Linked DNA regions of Drosophila melanogaster: region 2 is linked to region 1. The links are chromatin contacts, called in public Hi-C maps. All regions are on one chromosome and are shown on one strand. The core of a region is the stretch at or near the end of the contact, and the rest is flanking DNA. Distances in the headings are between cores, read along the strand shown. Region 1 overlaps CG17839. Region 2 overlaps Sytbeta (Synaptotagmin beta).

The links. A called contact is a pair of places that touch in the nucleus more often than the background predicts.
Region 2: a Hi-C map of the Kc167 cell line shows a contact between it and region 1, with 1.7 times the contacts expected there. A contact is called at or near these places in 14 of 107 Hi-C or Micro-C datasets (the Kc167 cell line, the PNm cell line, the Ras3 cell line and 6 more) and 1 of 7 datasets of targeted methods (the Kc167 cell line).

What each region holds. Positions count from the first base shown.
Region 1 is chr3L:14,818,995-14,824,708 of dm6, reverse strand. The region is part of intron 2 of CG17839; the gene reads right to left. Among named protein-coding and RNA genes, the nearest start is that of CG17839, 17 kb to the right of the region's middle.
Region 2 is chr3L:15,020,873-15,027,431 of dm6, reverse strand. All of the region lies in intron 2 of Sytbeta (Synaptotagmin beta), which reads left to right. It overlaps CG32148, which reads right to left and starts at 3,940. Exons shown (of 2, transcript NM_168602.2): 1 at 3,707-3,940; 2 at 3,423-3,644. The coding sequence starts at 3,866. The coding sequence ends at 3,553.

The DNA.
Region 1 (5,714 bases), core at 774-3,273:
GAGTGGTGGGATAACTTGTAATTCCGTTTATTTTTTTCCGGCTGTCGGTTTTTTGTTTGTACTTTTTATTGGCGGCGACACGTAGCGTGCGGTGCGTAAAAAGCGTGAAAGAGACAACCGCATGCATTTGCCGGATTGCCAGCGGAAACGGAAATCACAACACAACGCGCGGACTAAACATGACAGCCAAAAGCTGTCATGTCCCACAGCAATCCGTGTGTTTGAGTGTGTGTTGCGTGTATGGGGATATTGTAAGCGATGCCCTGGAAAAAAAAGTGTCACGAGCGAAAGGAGGGAAAAAACCTGAACTGAACTGGACTGAGCCAAACCAAACCGAACCGAAATGAAATGAAATTGCAGGCCCAGATCCCCAACTACAGAGTTAATACGATTGTGGTCTAATGAATTAAAGGCTGAACCAACACACACGAACGGAGAAATCCAAGACAAATCAACGCAGAAAAATCTGCTGCGAGAACGGTGTGTGGGTTTCATGCACCGTGCAAAAACTAACTACAGACATTTAAGAATAGTTGTTGCATTCAAATAAAAGTTATTAATAATTAGGATCGTTCTTAAAAAATCTTAACTTTTCAATAATAAATAGTAATATTATTTTACTATTTTTAATCGAATTAATTAGATATAAGATGGATTTGACTTACTGCTTATAATATTTGGATTGAAGTAAGTATTAAAATATTTCTTTTTACAAATTGGCATATCTTTGATAAGATATATATTTTTTCAATGTTACAATTCAAAGCTAGCACAAAGTGCCAGAAGATTGTAGCAAAACGTGTGTCACACCAAAAACAAAACCAAAAGCAAAGCAAAGCAAAGCAAAACAAAACATGCGAAAGAAAAACTCGGTAAAAGGACATCATGGTGCTGGGAAAGCAAGTGCAAAATTGTACGAACAAAAGTGAAGCGCTGCCATTGAGAAAAAACACACAGGCAGTAAAAGATTGAATTTGTATCTATGTCCATGTATCTGGACATTCCCCAATCCCCATCCACATACCAAATCCCATTTCCACGACTGGGTCAACTGATTGTGTGTGCCTGAGCGAATAACTGGCCAGGCAGATCGGCCATCTGAGACCTATGTGGACATGGTGCGTTTAACCACGTAATAGTCTCGGCGGCTCTGCGGATTTACGGCATCAGTCAGAGGGCTTAACACAGTGGGCCCAGAACGGACTCATGTCTCTAAGGTATCCATATAATTAAACCAATTTCAGTTCGAGTGGGGTATAAAGGTATTTTCAAGCTTTCTAACGAGTCCCGCTTGAGATTATAAGCCTCTAAAAGCCTGCTTCGAACTTGAATCCCCTGTGAGTTTGTAAGAATTTCAACAACTGTAATTTTACAGATTGTTCTTGGAAATAATAATAATTTAAATATTGCTATTTGGATGAGCAGATTAATTGGAGGTTCTTTAAATTGCTCAAGAGACTGTTACTGTCCATTTGCTTAGTTTTTTTTTTAAATAAATGAATCAATGATGAATTTAAATTTTTTTTGTATTTGCGTAAAACTTATTCCATAACTTTTCTGTGATAATAGCCTCTATAACATTTCTATAACCTATTTTCCTCATCCACATCTAATGGGAAATTGAAATAAATATTTAAATACAAATATAGCTTAAACACAAAATAGAATTTTCTGGCATTCTGTTGGGTATGAAGGATCATAAGCCCTATACATTTTCCCAGCACACGTTCAATTTGTTATCATTGAATCCCAGGCTTGTGCCTGCCATTGTTTCATCTGGCACAGATTCATGGCCGTTTCCCTTCGGAGCCAGCCTTTCAAGTCCGCTCTACGTTCACATTTTTCTTTTTAATAGGAAAAACACGTCTTCAGTCTCCTGGCCATGGAGTGCGTGTTTGGCCAGCTTTGTTTTCGCATGTGAAAGTATTTAATTCAATTTGCGCTTAATTGAGACAGGCTGACTGTACGGCCCAGCCCAACATCCCCTATCGCAACCCCACCCACTCACAATTACCAGCCAACCCGCACCAGTAGGCAGCTGTCAAGGCAAAACCAAACGAAGCGTTACGCTAGCTGACAGCCCGTTGCCACCCAGCACCACCCAACGCCACCCATTTAACCGCCCAACCCAACCCCCAAACCCCAATCCCCAATCCCCACCGCAACCCTCATCACAAAATTCCAGTCAGTTGATAAAGCATCAAAAGAAATGTACGGCCAAGTGTTGTATCGTTCGTTGTCTTAACAATTTATAAATTAATTATGTATGCACTGCGAGTGTGTGTGCTCTGCTGAGCTGAGCTGTCTTGGCCAAAATAGGCGGAGGCAGAAGCGGCGGCGATTCGACGATTCAAGACCAACATATGCATACACATTTAGCCATAGTCATACATTTATGTACTTAGCCAGACACCATATGCGTAGTCAAACATTTTAAATATAAACGCGTTAAATGTTTCAATGCCAGTTGTCATTTAAGATGGACGTGGTACAGATTTTTTCTGGTTTGCGGCCCTGTCAACACCGGAATACTAAGTGCTTGGCCAATAAATTATTAGGCCAGCTGGCCGGTTATACTGGAAAAGTTCAGTTATGGGTGTTAAACAATTTTCTTAGCTGAGCTGGAACAACATGAATGAGACATCGAAGTACATGATATATGCCTTAAATTCATTCTTGATTTACCTAGATTGCAACTGCTAATACTATATATATATATATACTAATTAGAAATTGGTACAAATTTGAAGTATGAAGTGAAATTTTTTCAATCATAAGATTTTATTGAATGCCAAGATGTATGTATGATTTTTCCTAGAAAATATGTTAGTTTATATTACTCATTTTACAGCCTTTACAGCCATTTGATGGTTCACCCACTTATATTGATTTTACATTTTGTAAACTTGATTGAATTGAAAAGATTTATATCCGCCGGCAATCGAGTAAGCCTTAAATCACAAGCGTATTTTATGTTTCTCTAATTTTATGACTCCGTTTTTATGGTTTTAGCTATGTCAGAAACCAGTCACGCTAATATTATGGCTTTTAGCCACCCATCAATTATTTTCTAAAATTCTTGTTCAAAATTTTGACAATGAAAAATTTCGATTTGCAAATATGCATCACTGAGTGGCAAGTGCCAAGAGGACACGTTTCGACAAGCCAAAAGTTGTCAACTTTTTCGCCGAGTCTCACATTTCACAAACTGTGTCGCATTACACTCACTAATTGTCACTAAATATGGCTTCAGTTAATTCCAGTTTCAGTTACTTAGCAGCGCAGCTACACAAGTGACTGTGAATCGAGAGATATGTACACAACCGTCCATCATTTGATAAACTGCCTGCCAGTCAGACAGTCATTCATTCAGTCACTCAGTCAGTCAGTCAAGCAGTCAGTCAGGCATTTGGGCAGGTGAGTCAGTGAAGCGTTCAATCTTCTCACATTTTTTAGCACCTTTGTCAGCTTATCCAGCTTGTGTCAATAGCGTTTGTGCCCCATTCGCTTGAAGTGCTAAAAATGTTGCAATATCTTCTTCACTTGGCACTCTGACAGATCCAAAAACGCCTGTGGGGCTTGGCCCAGCAGAATAGTTTTGAGAATGCTGTCACACTTTTTGTCACCCCTCCTTGGCATGGCATCCATTTCTGATGTTTGTCAAAGTTGGCAGATAAACAAAAAACGAAAACGCAAAACCCACCGAGAGCAGAACAACAACAGATTAAGGAGTTATAACTTCTTGGGCAAGATGTGTGAACATAAAGCTCCAGTTCAAATCCCCCAACATGTTTGTAAGCCCTTTGGCTTACACATGTCGAAGTCACAAAACGTTGCAATTATCCCTCTTGTTTTCAGTGCTTTACGTCCAGAATCTCTATTTGTAACGCCCAGAGGTATTTAAAATATTAATGTAGTAGTAACTTTATTCCTAATGATCGTAAGACGTCAGTCAGCGCACAGCAATCTTAAATTTGGGTTATGAAAAATGTAAGAGATTTTCCATGTCAAGAGACAGCTACACACTTATCATTTTATATTATTACTAGGTCAGATTTTCTGAGACATTTGAACATGCAATGCAAAAAACTGCATATTAATTTAAATTAAACCAATTAATACGAGCTAGAGCAAGTGCTTATTATTTTAGATTTTATAGAATCGCAAAAGGGTTACAAATAATAAACACTAATTTTTTAATTTACTTGATGGCTATTTTAACCCTAGCTAACTTAGGTTACATCATCCACAAGTTAAATTAAAAGCAATTCTTTACTAAATATAGAGTTTGTATTTCGAATTTTTAATTGGCTATTTATAGAGCATTCAAAAGTCCCAGGTCTCTAAAACTATATTTCTAAGCGACTTTAATTGCTCAGAGTTATTATTTTGATTAGTTTCTATATTTTTCTTTATCTTATTTTCAACGCCGAGAATTCAATACGATACAAATGCTCAGCTGACCTTGAGGCGCATCTAACGATGCTATTTTTTTGCGGTTTAAGCTACGTCTTTTTTTTATGTATTGTTCTGACTTTGGTGCTGTATCGTTATTCTCATATTTTTCTGTCTATCGTTTAGTACTCATCGCTGTACTACTGTTGCTTTTGCCTATCTGTCTTCAGTTTCTCTTTTTATTTTTTTTTTTCTTTTTGTTTTTGGCTTTTAAATTGCTGATTTAGTTGCTGCCTTTGAAGCCAGCATTTACTTTTTCTCGATTCAAGTTAAATATGATTTTTGTATCTTTTCGTGTAATCAAGAGAAGCACCTTGCAGCGATTTTAATTATTGATTTTGTGGCGCAGTCGGTTTTTGTGGTTCCTTCCAATCATTATTATTTGACTTTCATACAGCTCATGCATAGTTATTGTTATTGTGGATTCCAACCAAAAGGGGGTAGTGAGGCACTGCAGCTGGGTGGGAACGGGGAAGGGCGGCAGATGGGGATGGGGAGCCCTACCCACATGGGCAAATCTTAAACTGGCTGAGAGTCACCTGATTGTGTGCAATTATAAGGGGTCTGCCACAGAATGCATTCATTGTTATCGAAAAGCGCTAATTGTGAATTGAAAATCCCTTTATTGACTGAATGCAAATATAATTAGTTGTTTTATATCATTTATATTTGCTGCAGGTCTGTAAAATAAACTCATTTGAATGTTTACTTTCCTGGAAAATATTTTATAACTTTTAATATTTAAGAAACCGTAAATAATTTCTAAGTATTTGGAATGGATCATATTATATCAAAAATCAAACCATAATCTGCAAATAGGCATCTGTGTCTTGACTGTATTTTCTATCTCATTTTGGGTACTTTTGTACTTATCTATATATTTATACTCCATAGCCAGTGCTCACTGTGATCACATGTACCGGGCTCAACTGACCCACTCAGCTGGCTCAGCTTCATAAGCATCACTCAAAGCATTTCAGCTGCTGCTGTTTTGCTTATTTGCATCAAGTCGAGTGGGTTTCGCTTCTTTATTATTACGTTTTTTTTTCAACTTTAATGATTTCTGTTCTATGGTTGCTAGTTGCAATAATAAGCAGCGGCAGAAAAATGCAAAATGCAAAAAAAAAAAGAAAAATAATTGTTTTAAAAGTGTTTATAAGTCAAGGTCAGGTTAAGCACTTTTTTTACTTATATAACACTTTGCAACCCCATTTCCCGTCTTTTTCTTCACTAAGCTGGGGGCAACCCAGTTCCGTTTT
Region 2 (6,559 bases), core at 107-2,606, 200 kb before region 1:
TCGCCTTTGTAAACAAGTTGACAGACAGGCATCCGCACTTGGGCATTGGGTATTCCCTTACTCGTGGAGCAATGAGAGCCGTATTGACGTTTGATGAGCGGATTATCATCGGCAGTTTTTTCCAACCAGGACACAAGTGTGTTCGATCGGGGTTTTCCTCGCCGCACAATAACTGCGCCATTTCCCATCGCCTTTTTCTATAACAATATGTGCGCCAAACTGTTGATAATCCTTGACGATTGTTCTCTAATGCTGGCAGCACTTGTTGCAAACCCCCTTGCCAACTGCTAAACTATTTTATTCCACGCTTAGCTTTTATGGGTTTCGGTATCGTTTTATGTTTCGGCTGGCCATGCATAACTTTAACTTTTTAATGGTGAAATGCGAGAGCGGCGAAAAAGTTTATCGTTTGCCTTTAGTCTCACCAACTCTCTCTTTCAGTTTAAAGACTATAACTTAAATTCGAGAAGTTCTTTGGGATAATATTTTAATTAATATATATTTGTATACTTAATCATGTGGACAGCAGTTCACGTAGTGTCGAAGACCACTAGCATAGCTTACAAAGGGAATTACTTTATATGCGGGCAAAAATTTAAATGTTTTGCGATTTTGCAACACCAAAAGTTATTTTCTTATGAAAAATTAAATCATTAAAATTAAATCTTATTATAACGAACGTAGAATTAATATCGTCTTATATATATATATATATATATATATAGAAGAAATTATGTGGACAGTGGTTTCCAAAGGCAATAACTTTATATACACGAAAGTTTAGAATGAAAAGTTAAAGTGCACAGATTGGTATCCTCTTAAAGAATGAACCTTTTTTTATAATAGGCACAATGGGGCTAACAAAAATAATATCTTCTGTATTTTTGATAACTAAATGTGTAGCGCAATTGTAGTTACAATGAACCAGCATCCCAATGTCCAATAGCTGCAATTTTTGCCATATTGTCCTTTCAGAGTTTCTAAAAACTGCTCCACTGAACCGGATCCAAATAAAAGCCCGTATTAATATCGTGCCGTCCGCTCTTTCGCTTTTGCAATAAACTCTAGACTTAAACCAATGGGGCGAGTGGGAGTGGGGGCGTGGCAGTAAAGTGCATCCAAGGACAGGGAACAAAGTTGGCATGTTAGTTCCTTTCACAAAATAACCCCCATAAATGTCAGGCAATAACAGGCAACACAAATTGTGTGGCAGGATCATAAAGTGCCACGCACGGAAGAAGTAAAACCGAGCAGCCCAATTTCCTTTCCAGCCACAAAAAGTGCAAGATGAATTACCGTTTGGCAGTGTATATAGTATGTGAGTCCTGGCTGAAAGTCCTTCGACTATCGTCATCTCTTTTCCATTGCATATCTCGTTCTCCCTCCTTTTGTGTATGTGTAGGTGAGCGTATAATGAGCTGCTGTTTTACATTTTAATTTCCGTCTACGTTCAAAAGGCCGTCCGTCTGTCCATCCGTCCGACCGTCTGGCTAGAAGCAGAGATTTGCGGATTTGCTAACTGTGCCATCTCGCTTTCCATTTTTCCACTGTTGTTGGCCGCAATTATTTAAATGAGATTACAAAAGACTTATACAGCGGAAATCTTATTGTGTGTGTATTGTGTGTTTGTCGTTCATTTGTCTGCCGCCTGTTGTCTGTTCCGGAATCCGGGAATCCTTGTTCCTGATTCCGGACTCGGAATTCCCAAATTCTAACTCCTCCTTTTGGGCCTGGCTCAGATTACGGCTTAGACGACGTGTGCCAAAAGTTATCCCGGCCAATTGTTTGGCTTTTGTCCAAACTACAATAAAGTCGACGTGCCAAAAGATTAGCCTGGCGTTGGGCCCAGAGTCTGAGCCCCTAATGAGTTTGTCAGTAGTTTCCACTAACGGACACATGTCAGTTAGCAAAGTTTGCCCTAAAGACCTGGCACAGTTGGCAAACTTTAAACTAAACAAATTAGCATTTAAATGAAGTGATGGCTCGTTTGGGGGCTCTGTATGAAAAGAGTTGTGATCTATTAGTTCCTGGAATTTTAAAGCTCTAATATTTACATAGATATTTTTATGGTAATATCAAATGTGTGTCAATTTATTGATTACCTTCTAGCTTACATTTAATTTCGTAGTAACCTTTTTCGGGAAAAAGTGCATTTATATATGAAACATTCTGTTGCAATCCAGATGCAATTCTGCATTTTACACTACGTATATTGCCTCAAAACTCCTTGGCTGAAAAGCGCTTAGCTTAAAACATCTTTCTCCGCGGATTACAAAATTGAGTTCCCCTTAGTTTACTTTACCTTTATGAGAGCACTTTGCCTGCTGTCTCCTCACTCACTTTGGAATTTAAATGAGCCCCAGTAAATCTCCACTCAGGAATGCGAAAACCTTTTCCATTTTCTGGGGCCAAAGGCTTTGCCAACCGTCACCATTGCCACTTTTGTGCTGTTTTTGCGCACAAATAAGCAGCTGAAGCCTCTTGCACCTGGACTGGCCACGCAAAATAGCTTTCAGCGCTCAGCAATTCGAAGACTGCAGGACCACACCTAAGTATCCTGTCCAGCCATCCAAAGCAGCCAACACCGCAGGATATTTGTGCATACAATAAAAAAAAAAAAAACCAGCAGCTGGAGCACGAGCAGTACCGGCTTAAACAGAAACTGAAACAACAACGGCGTTGACATTTTCCCCACTTTCTCACTTTCCAACTTATTCATCACAACCCCCACCCACATTTTCCATTTTCCTGGGTGGATGTGGGTGGGTTCTCCTGGGTTTGGCTTAACCTTGGTTTAAAAGGGGGGTGTACTGGTCAAGCTCAAGGACGTCGGAGGGGGAGTGGGAGTGATAGGACATTGGTGTTGTAGCTGACATGTCTGTGGCAGGGAGAGCAATCTAGAAAAATTACTGCAATATGGAATAACAGTAACTATTGTGCTAATAGGATTAAAATGTATGCAGCACAGCCACAGGCGCCAACTGCCGCTGACAGCCAAAGAGGGGGGTGGTTCACAAAATCGGCGGCGAAATGGGGGAGAAAAGGGGAGACACCCATACAGGTGTCAACAGATGCCGAGTGTTTTGTCACCGGACAAACTCACGTATCTTTTGTTTTGCGATTGTGGCACAGACATTCATATCCGCAAAAGGATTCAACTGCAGACATGTAAAGTGTAATGGGTTTTCGCGGAGTGCGGTAACAAGTTTAATGGAATACTTCAAAGTCGCATTTATCTTTGTGTCACGCGATTTGATTCGAATTTAAGGTTAGTTTAGCAGAGAGTATTAAAAACGTTGTTTAAAAGTTGAATCTAATTGTTGAATCTAATTTATCTTAAATGTTATGTTATGTTAAGTCGAACCAGCACTTTCCATCATAAAAAAAGCAGCTGCAATTTTCAAAAAACATAGGTAGTAGTTAAATTTAAAACCAGTATTGGTATATTCTATTCAAGTCAGCCATTTTCTATATAGGGAACTTTCTATGGAAATGGAAACTAAACGAGGATAGAGTGACGTTAGTTGTAAGTGCAATTTTTACGAATTCATCCTATTTCTCGGGGCGACAGGGTCCATCTTTGCAAGGATCCCGACAGCGTTTGCTCTTCTCCTTCTTGTTCTCCCTCCTAAATGGTTCGGACTCTAAAAAAAGAAAACCATTCACTTTAAAAAATGGAACCACTTCAATAAGTGGGCAATCTCACTCTTAAAGCAGCCGCCAAAGAACTGATTCTTATTACAGGTTTTCTTGCCCTTTTCGGTGCCTTGACTTTGGCTCTTCTTTTTGGCCATTCCTCTGCAAAAGTATAGTGATTGATGAAGCAACTCGTTTTTGGGCAGAAATTTTAACAGAATTCCACTCATTTTGGTGAAAGAAATTAACTGAGTAAATGGAATAATTTTGAACAGCTAGGAACGAAAAATGATGTCGAATGAGAAGTGACGGAATTTAAAATAAAAGAATGAGCCAAACTATCGGAGCCTGCTAATCGAAAGTTTTCCATCAAAGTTTTCACATGCCCAGAGAACAGAACACTATAAAACTAAAACACTCCTTGCTGCCAAGGGGCAACAAGTTTGTAATGACTTTGAGGAACTAATTAGAATGCAGCCGGATTACGATGCACTCGCCCACCGAAACGCAAACACTTTAATCGAAAAAGTTTAGCCAGCTTAAGATTAATTTCTCCAGATATATCTGCGAACACAAATCGTAATAGAATATGTTTACAGAGAAAAGGCTACGACTAAATATTAAATAAATAAGACCATTTTAAATAGAACCATGCTAGCAAATCAACCAAAGCGCATATGCATATAAATAAATATTTAATTGAGCTACTTTAGTGAAAAGGTGAGAAAACTTAAGTTATATATTAATTAACTATTTCTAATACATATCTTATATGTATATACATATTTGCATTTTGTATTTACCTCGAACATTCTATTGCTTATTTATAATTTAAAAGTTTGAATATCATGGTGTGTATACTTAATCTTTTCATCCTTTATACCAAAAAGTAAGCACGCAACTGATTTAAGCTCTGCTCCTAAAATCAATACACATTTTAAGCTAATCATACTCAATTGGCTTCGAGTTCCTGCCTCTGTGCTTTTGCACATCTTTATAAGATTCCCAAGAATCATAGGAGTCTAATGGACGTTATGCGAAATCTTTAGTTTAAAGAAACATCCTGTCGCCTTGGCGTCTGTCAGTATTTTCTGCGTTGAGTTGGCTGAGAGGATTATCGTGTTCAAATATATACTTATAGATCCGTGTGTTCACATACTCGGACACACATTTTTTCGACGTTCGAAGCCAATGTTTTAGCACTTAGTGTGCAAGCTCATAACTGACAGTCAAGAGCAGAAAAACGCAACAAGAGCTTCATGGAAAAATAGCAAAGCCGGGGAAAAAAAGTGAAAATTTGAAAGGGAAAAGTTGAAAGTTCAGGCCAGTTTAGCAAAACGAAGCGGAAATGCTCTAGCTAGTAGAGAGATAGAGAGAGAGAGCGAGCTCTAGATGTGGAAATCCCATTAATCAATCCTTCACCAATATCAAACAAGCTGGAAAATTTCAATTTCATATTTATCTACTCGATTGTCCTGAGGGTTGCAACCCGGACCGTTGATACGATGATAATGTGTGGCATGCAGCTCCTTTTTTTTTTTTTTAAATAGTCCTTGGTGCGGCTGCCTTTGAGTTAGGGATTTTAGCTGTTCCATTTTGGGGTATTTTTGTCAGAATTTTTCGTTTCATATTGGGGTGAGAAACGTGGAAAACTGTGGGCTTGGCTGATTGTCGCTTTGATTGCAGTTTACATAGGTGTCAATTAGCAACGGTGCGGTTGGCTGCATTTCAATGGTATTATCGTTGATGTTTTCGCAGTTCTCCCCTCTAAAATGTGCAACAAAGTTGTCTGACACTCGAGGGGATCAAAGGAGGATTAGCGAGCTCATTCTAAAGCCCCGACATTGACACCCAAATTACTAGCTTATGTTGTCGTATTTTGGCTGTAAATAGTTGTTTATATTACACTTTTAAATCCCCTGTTGCTGAAATATTAATTTAACAAGCACCCTACTTAGTTCCATTAAAGTTGAATACGTTAAAGGACAATTTTGTGTAATTGTAACATCCAGAAAGGGATTTTTCTAATATCAATGTTATGCTTAATTGTCGCTAAGCACTTTTTACCAACGGCAACCAACCCTGGAAATAAAGCTACATTTATGTTGAACTTTTTACAACTATACTATGTGTATTTATTATATAAGAAGTGCTGCTCCCAAGTTAAGAAGAATTTAAGACTATTGCCGCTAGTTCTCCAGACATATCCTTGCTGAACAATACTTATTTATTAATTTCTATCTGAGCAAATTGTAGGTACAACTGTTTCTCGACAGCCGTTTGACTTTCCCTCAAAATCCAGCAGCCGAATTGGCGACAGTCGAAGCAATGAAAGTGATGAATAACTCAGAGTAATGTTACGAAATCAATAAAAATCCTTTTACAGGATCTAGGACACACCGCACACAGACACACGTTAACAACTCGGGGTGCTTGTCGGTGTGCGACAAAGACTTGGACAACATTTTTCTTTGACCGAGCACATTTTTATTATCCCAAACTAATTTGAGGGTTGGTCCTTGATTTTTCTTCTCCATCTCTCTCCGTACTGTGTATCCGTGTGCCTCTCCCTTTTTCTCTTGCTCTCACACCACCAGGGTCGTTGCCATGTTTTGATGTCATTCGCTACACGTGCTTAATTTCATTTAATTTATTTAATACTTGAAAAATAAGTTTGTTGTTTACTTTTGTATTGAGCAAGCCACCCCTTGTCGCTACCGGGTCGAGATCCTCGATATAGGGATATCTATCCCCGATTCACCATCTATTTAACGGCACTTGGGCGTGTACGAATGCCAATGAATTCGCATTTCGCCATTCGCCACGCTGCGTAACGAAAAAACGTGAAAATTCTGGGTGTGGAATTTGGGAGTGGAATGCAAAAGGCGAAATCGAATTGCGGACTGCAAGACAAATCGGCCGC